2 separate regions of the Gossypium hirsutum genome follow, and region 1 is linked to region 2. Evidence: chromatin contacts called from public Hi-C data. All regions are on one chromosome and are shown on one strand. Each heading gives the region's core, a stretch centred on a gene start, on an enhancer-like site or on the middle of the called end of the contact. The rest is flanking DNA. Distances are from core to core; before and after follow the strand shown. Region 1 holds the start of LOC107916582. Region 2 holds the start of LOC107918034 (E3 ubiquitin-protein ligase RNF185).

Evidence for each region. Hi-C and Micro-C count contacts between places; a contact is called where the count stands out from the background.
Region 1: a contact with region 2 is called in a Hi-C map of leaf, with 1.5 times the contacts expected there. The contact joins the promoter of LOC107916582 here to the promoter of LOC107918034 in region 2. A contact is called at or near these places in 4 of 34 Hi-C or Micro-C datasets (callus and leaf).

Annotation. Positions count from the first base shown.
Region 1 is chrA01:26,714,641-26,718,383 of Gossypium_hirsutum_v2.1, reverse strand. It overlaps LOC107916582, which reads left to right and starts at 2,044. Exons shown (of 6, transcript XR_005922368.1): 1 at 2,044-2,337; 2 at 2,930-2,992; 3 at 3,075-3,436; 4 at 3,538-3,662. It overlaps LOC107918064, which reads right to left and starts at 981. Exons shown (of 7, transcript XM_016847567.2): 1 at 503-981; 2 at 170-227; 3 at 1-33. The coding sequence starts at 690.
Region 2 is chrA01:26,140,021-26,143,934 of Gossypium_hirsutum_v2.1, reverse strand. LOC107918034 (E3 ubiquitin-protein ligase RNF185) reads right to left here and starts at 1,288. Exons shown (of 2, transcript XM_016847529.2): 1 at 1,042-1,288; 2 at 1-747. The coding sequence starts at 716. The coding sequence ends at 6. LOC121222009 (a long non-coding RNA gene) reads right to left here. Exons shown (of 2, transcript XR_005919156.1): 1 at 3,465-3,914; 2 at 2,640-3,174.

The sequences.
Region 1 (3,743 bases), core at 795-3,294, 570 kb before region 2:
AAAGACCACAGGGCATGGCCTAATCTTTAGCTCCTGCACAAAATCAAAAAGAGAAACCGAAAAATGGGGGAAATTTGAGAGAATTGATAAAAATACTCCTCTACCCATTCAGAGGGCCAGAATTAACACCTCTTGCAACACACAAAATTAAGATTTTTTTCAGTATTACCTGAACAAGTTCTTTAAGAAGATGAAGAGCTAAAGCAGCAGCCTTATCAGGGAAGAACCTGCACAGATTACAAAACATCAAAATCCCAGTTAGCCTTTAGCAGATTCACATAAAATCTCAGTTCAAAAGTATCAATCAAAGACATATGAGAATCTGCATAAATTCCAACCAATATCCCTCATTTCCATATTACCATAAGATTAAAAAAGAAAACCCAGTTTACAGCACGGGAAATCAAGTGCTACAGTAAGTCAAAAGCATCCACCAGCCAACAAAGAAATAAGATTAAATTGAAAGTAAATTCAAATCCAAATTTAGCTTAAAACCCCATACATGTTTAAGAATTCTGAATGGCAAACCAGAGAATCCCAACCCAAAGAAGCGTAAAGTTGAACATAGTTCTTCAAGTGCTTCTCTTGACTGGACATCCAAGCGAACACTACAACTATACCTCCTCCATTTTTCCTTCTTTCCACGCTTTCCTTTCTCCCCCAATAATATCTCCCCCCAAATCCCCACATTCTCTCTTCCTTCAACTCTTCCACTCGAATTACCAAGCAATAATTAAGCTTCTCTTCGTTCCACACAGCTCAAGAAATTAAAAAGAAAAAAAAAAGAAACTGCAGAGAATTTGATTCAATCTATGGAGCAAACTTGAAACAGATTAATAATGCAAGTCTGATTTTCTTTTCCCCTAGCGTTTTATAGGGAACTGTGAACGAAAAGTATGCCCGACTTCCTGCGATTGATTGTATCTTTCAAGTCTTGCAACCTAATCCTTGCCTCCTTGGAAATTTTACATGTGTTACCTTAATTTTCAGACAAAATATGTTATAATTTTTTTATAAAAGTTAGATAGTAATATTAAATGGATTAATTTAGTCAGTTTAGAAATTGTTGCAGGGATGGAATTAAATTGCATATCTTTACGATAGTAAAAATATAATTTTACTATGTTAATAATTTATATCTTTATAATTTTTTAAGATTTAAATTAAATTTTTATTATTTTTAAGAGTCAAAATATAATTTTACTATTATTAATTTAAAATTTTTATAAATTATAAAGGACCTAAATTGAAAAAATTTTCACTATAGGGGGACAGGCCCCTTCCAACCCCCTTTGCTCCGCCACTAAATTTAGTCTCTATATTATTAAAAAGAATTAAATAAATTCAAATTGTAATACTATTATAAAAATATATTGGAAAGTTAGTTGTTTGAATCGCAGTTTAATTCTAAACAAAATAATCCATTTACAAAACCGTAAAAACTTTAAAAATATTAACTCTGTTAAATATTAAATGATATTTTTTTAAAGGCTAAATTAGCTGATTGGGCTGTTTTTTTAATTAGGCCTTTAGGCCATTTTTAATTTTATTTAGGGAAATAGACAGTTTTAAGGAGAGAGAAACAGGAAGTCGCCTTTTACATAATTGGTAGGAAAGCGCGTCTAGTTAAGGCGCAATTTTTACTTTTTTAATATAATTAATTTCTTTAGTTGGATGGTTAAATGTTGGTGGTGTTGTTATTGAGTCTTAGGTTTGATTTATCTCCCAGTTAAATTTATAATTTTTATTTCATGTTATTCTAAGCTTCCTCTTTTTTTTTAATGAATGTTTTTAACATATTAGCTTTATTAGTTAAATGGATAAATAATAATGATTTTATCATTGAGACCTATGTTTAATTTCACTTTTCTAAACATATTTGTAATTTTTATTTTATATTGTTTCAAGTTTTTTTAATTAATAAATACATTGTTTTTAGTTTTTTTTTATTTTAATTCATCTTTTTATTTTTTTTGAAGGAATACTGGGTTGTATTTATTTATGCATAATTAAAAATATTATGATCTAAGAACCAAACATAGGCCATGCTCCAAACTAGGGTTAGGGCCTCTAGTAAACAAAGTTTAAAAAAAACAACGTTACCTAAAGTAAAACTGAAAAATATTGCCTAACATAAGGAAAAAAGAAAAACCCAGCCTTATGAGCTGTCAACTTCTAAATAGTTCTTTGAAAAATATCTGCATCCCAATCGACTAACTCTTGGAGAAACAAACAGTCATAGAGATCTAAAATTTTTTCTCCTACTCTCTCATTTGCTGGAGATGGTGTTGACTCAGTGATGGCCTTCATCTCCATCCCCTATCAATTTCTGAATCGGTGAGAACTTGAGTAACAAGCTCATGAACAAAGTATGCATTCACCCCCATTTTCACCCTTCAGATGCTAGGTTATGTGCTGCTCTATTTGCTGCTCTTTTTGCATGCTGGAATTTGCATCCATAAAAATTCGCCTTCTGCTCTTGAATATCATCAATATAAGGGCCGATTACCGATTTATCTTTTTTTTTGTTCATTTTTTTATAACTGTCAGAGAGTCGCCTTCGAAAATAACATATTTTATCCCCAATTCTTTTCCCACCATAACCGCCTGCAAACATGCTAAGGCTTCTGCTGCAAATCTTGAAGAAATCTTGTCATGGATGACCGATTTTGAAACCAATACATCACCTTTAAAGTTCTTGACTATTACCCTTGAACAAGATATATTTTTCCCCTTATCAAAAGGAGCATCGAAATTGATTTTGAGGAACCTGCTTTCCGGCGCCTTCCATGAATCTAAAACTGAGTATTTGGCATGGTGTTTTCTTTCCATATCTTGTAATTCCTGTAAATACTGTATTACAAACTGCGCTATTTCTGTTCTAGTTCTCTTATGTCCTCCGTGTACCCATTGATTCTTATTCGACCAGATAGCCCAAATGGCGCAGACAAAGATGTAGCATTCTTTCTCTTTACTGTGCAACAATACCCAGGTAAACCACTCCATATAGTCCATATGCGATAACTTGAGTGACCATACATAATTTAATTTTTTCCACATTTCCTTCGCAGCAGCACAGTCGCGAAAAATATGTTCCCTAGTTTCCAGCCCTTGCTTACATCTCGGGCAGATGGCGTTATTCGTTAATCTTTTGATTCTTAAATTCACTAGGGTAGGGAGGTAGTTGAGAGTGGCTCTCCAAACTGTAATACGTACCTTTGAGGGGAGATTACAGTTCCACAGTTTCTTGTAACATTTTGTAATTTCGGGCAAACTGTAACCATTACTATTGTAATCATTGCCTTGTAATAGTAGTTTGTAACCACTACGCACAGTATATTTACCCGATGCTTCACCCCTCCATATCAAAAGATCATTTTGTGAACGCTGGGCCAAAGGGATTTGCAGAATCTTTGGAACATCAACTTCCGAAAAGGTACTCCAAATCAACTCTGTTTTCCATGCTCTGATATTACTGTCAATAAGATCCGCAACCATTATGATGTTCTGCATTCTGTCCTTTTTGTTAATCAGTAGACCTGGCACATTTGGGACCTAAACATCTTCTTCTATACGAATGTCATGGCCATTCCCCACCCTCCAGCACAATCCCGATAGTAAGAGGCCCTTTGCTGCCCATATGCTTTTCCAGGTATAGGAAGGTAAATTACCTAAACCTGAATTTAAAAAATCAGTATTCGGATAATATTTAACTTTTAACGTTCTAGCCAAAAGGGAATTAG
Region 2 (3,914 bases), core at 39-2,538:
ATGGTCTATTGGTAAATCATTGCAAAGATAACACAAACAATGATAAACAGAAACAGCATCTTCAGATAATGATCCTGCTGGCCTTGTGCGGTGCGATGATGATGGTGGTGGTGGTGATGATGGTATCCATAAGCATGGCCACCAAGATATGAACTTGGAAAGCCGTATGGAAAACCAGCAGCTGGACCAAACATAGCCGCATCAGGAAATCCATGGACCTGAAGGTTAAACAAGGATGGGATAAGACCACCAAAAGCAGCAGAGAGTGTGAAATTCCCAAATCGAGCAGTTGCCATTGGTGCAAAACCTCCCAAGCCTCCCATGAACCCGAACCCATTTTGGGGAAACTGAATAGGTGGTGGTGGAGGAGCCGTTTCAGGTCTCTGTCCAGCTGGACGATTCGGAATATTAACACCCGGAATAGATTTGGACCTAGGATCAGTAGATGATTTCCCCCTTCCATACAAGGGAACCAATTTTTGTTCCTCAACAAGGGCTTTACAAACAGGACATTCCTGAGAACGGGAATGAATATGAAGCCATTTGTAAAGGCAAGGCCAGCAGAAAAGATGCCCACATAAAGTGACAATAGGGTCTTGAGCTAAGTCAAAGCAAATATTGCACTCAAAATCACCAGCATCACCATTAGCATTACTGGTGGAGCAAGATGGATTGTGGGGAGAATGGCTCGCTGATTCCCCAAACCCACCTGCCATTTCTTTTCCTAGACCTCCGAAACTCCGATTCCTACAAAAATCGAATTGGAACCAAAACAAACACCAATCATAAAATTCACCAGTATCAGAAAATTGCAGGAATTTCCCCAAAAATTGAAGGCTGTAATATAAAAACCAAAGCCTCTAAAGACTCAAATCATCTCAAATTCAAAAAAACCTCAGATCTCTTATGAAAATCAGCCTAACTAATTAAAACAAAATCTTTCCCGATTAATTAACGACAAAAATCGCGATTCAACGGCAATAAAAAAACAAATCTAGCTTTTTAAAATATAATGAAGAGAGAGAAATATGAATTACTGACCTTCAAAGAGATATTGAAGAGATAGAAGGACCGATCGATATGGCAATCGACCGATCCAAAGAAGTCAAAAATAAATAAAAAATAAAAAATAAAAAAGATGAAGATCGCAGAAGAAAACTCTTCGAAGAAACTTGGTATTTATTTACCGACGCGTTAACAGCTGAAAGATTCCCATCGTTCCTCTTTCCTATGTTTTAATACGCAATAGCGTTTGAGCTTTTGAATCCCCACGTGGCAACAATCTGTAGGTTCATTTCTCTTGACTCCTTGATGACCCGTTATTAGATTGCGCCTGTGGTTTGGATAGGCAACTACCGGCGTTAGAATGTTAACGCGTAAACGCTACGCTCCAATTATCGCATTGACTTTGTCCTTTTTTTTATTAATATAGCATTTGATACCTGAGTTTGTCTTTCATATTCAATTTGGTACATGAGTTTGGGTTTAAGGTCTAATTTGATACAAATGGTATTATGTGGTTCAATGAATATTTGACATGTGAACTCTAGTAAAAAAGTGACAAAAAATAAAATTAAATATTGAAGCTAAAGTTGGGTAATTAGGACCAAAAGAACTCAAATATCAAATTGAAAAGTTTAAGCACCAAATCGAACATTGAAGCCGAACTTAGATACTGAATTGAAACAAAAATACTTAAGTAGCATGTTAAACAATTAAATCAAATTCAAGTACTAAATTGTATTTAAACCCTTATTAATTTTAAGAATTTAAAAAAAAATGGCTCAGGTACCGGACTAATCCTTAATATAGCCAAATTTTTTGTTTTTTACGTTAGGTAACTTGTACGTAAAGATATATGTATTTATATAATTTATTTTAATAAAAAATTTAATTTTATATAATTAATTTAAGTAATCATTACTAAAAGATAAGGAATGTTAGATTTCTATGGGCATGGTCTCTCAAAATAGATGTAAATAAATTAGATATATTATAAATGCAATAAATAATAATATTATTTCGAATTCTAAAATAAGTATTTGCGTAATTGCTAATAATATTTTTGTTTTGATAATCATACTTGAAAGTAATTGTGAATAGGTTGTTTTAGTTAATATTATTAGTAAAATAATTAATTATAATTATTTTTGGTTTAAATATTATATAAATAATAATTAATCACATTTAAAATTTTTATTTGGATAGAATTATATCTAAAGTAATTTTTAATATGTTATTTTAATTAATATTAATTATTTTTTAGTTTAAGCATTATATTATAATATTTTATCATATTTACTGGAGAATGTGGAAGAATAAAACTACCCGCATGATTAGATTTTAGGCATCATACTTCTAAGACCAATATAATAAAAATACTGACAATAGTTCATAAATGTTTAATGCGTAAATTTATTGAGTTATCAATTCAAAATATTTTTTTTATTCAATGAAGAATTTTTTTTAAAATTTTTTTTCAATATCATAGAATTATATTTAACGTTGTTAGTAATATAGATCTAATTTAACTATTAGTTAGTTAGCAGATGTAGCAGTTAGTCTGTTACACCTATGTTAGTTCTCAATTCTGTTATTTCTCTTTTCTTTTTTAAGTTGTATATAACTAATCCTTTGAATGGTGAAAAAGAACTCTTAACAATTCCCTTACACTCCTTTTCTACATGGTATCAGATGTAAAATTCTCTTGCATTTTTCTACATTTTCTCGCTTCCCAAACACTCTGTTTCTTTGATTTTCATTGGTTTCTTTCTTTCCAATGGCACTCTATGATCCTACACTACCTTCTAGTCCTTATTACCTTCATCCAAATGGATGAAAATCTAGCCTTAGTTCTTGTTTTTCCTGCCTTATCAAGCTCGAATTATCATTCTTGGTCTCGAGCAATGAAACTGGCGCTCTTATCCAAGAACAAGCTTCAAGTTGTTGATGGCACAATCACAGTGTAAGGCCCAAATTTTACCCTTAGTCCAAATACAATACCCAAACCCAATTTATAAACCCTAATAGCCCAAGCCCACTATGTTAAAAAAAAAATTTCAGCAGCCACCAAAGTTTTCAGCCGCATGCCTTCAGCCACCAGCCTTCTCACGCGCGCCACCACCGCTCGGGGCGCCAATCACCGGCCTTCCACGCGTCTGACACTCCCATGACCTGCAAACATTTGGAAAAGAGGAAAAATGGCAGCAAGAAGCACAAGCAGTAGCAGAGAATAAAATAACAATATTTTAATATGGGAATCGGCTATAAAGCCGAAATGAAACTGATTGTAACGGGAGGGCGACGCACATTTGAATAAAAGAACAGAACAAAATTTAAAGGTTGATCTCTGATTTATTTTTTTCTTTGATTTCATTTCGTTCTTTCATCTCTTTAAATTTCTTTTTATTTATACTACAAATCTAAAAAACAAAAAGGGTATAAAATCAAAGAAGGGGACTTACCCGAATCGAAGTGACCGTCGTCGGAGATCGCTCCTCCGTCGTCGGATTCGACCCAAAGAGGTCGTAGGGGGTTCCTTCTTTGGATCTTCTTTGGTTGAGGAAGTTTTCGCTGTTGAGTTCGCCTTAAACAGGGGCTTGAAAGCCCGGTTTACACCCCAACCACCGCCTGTCGTGGCGCTGCGGTGAAGGCGGCGATGAAGGTTCTAAGAACCCTAACCGAAATGAGCAGGGAGAGGGAGAGAGGGTAAAGGCCCTCTGTTTTCTTTTTTCTTTTTTAAAATAGAAGCTGAAATGAAAAAGAAAAAAGAATGGCTTAAATGGCCACAGAAACGGCAGCATATTTTTTAAGGCTAAAATGGGATATTTTCGTTCACGGTCCCTCCTCTTTTCCTACGCCATTTGATTTAGTCCTTTTTGCATTTTCTTTTTTTTTTTAAATTTCGCCCACTT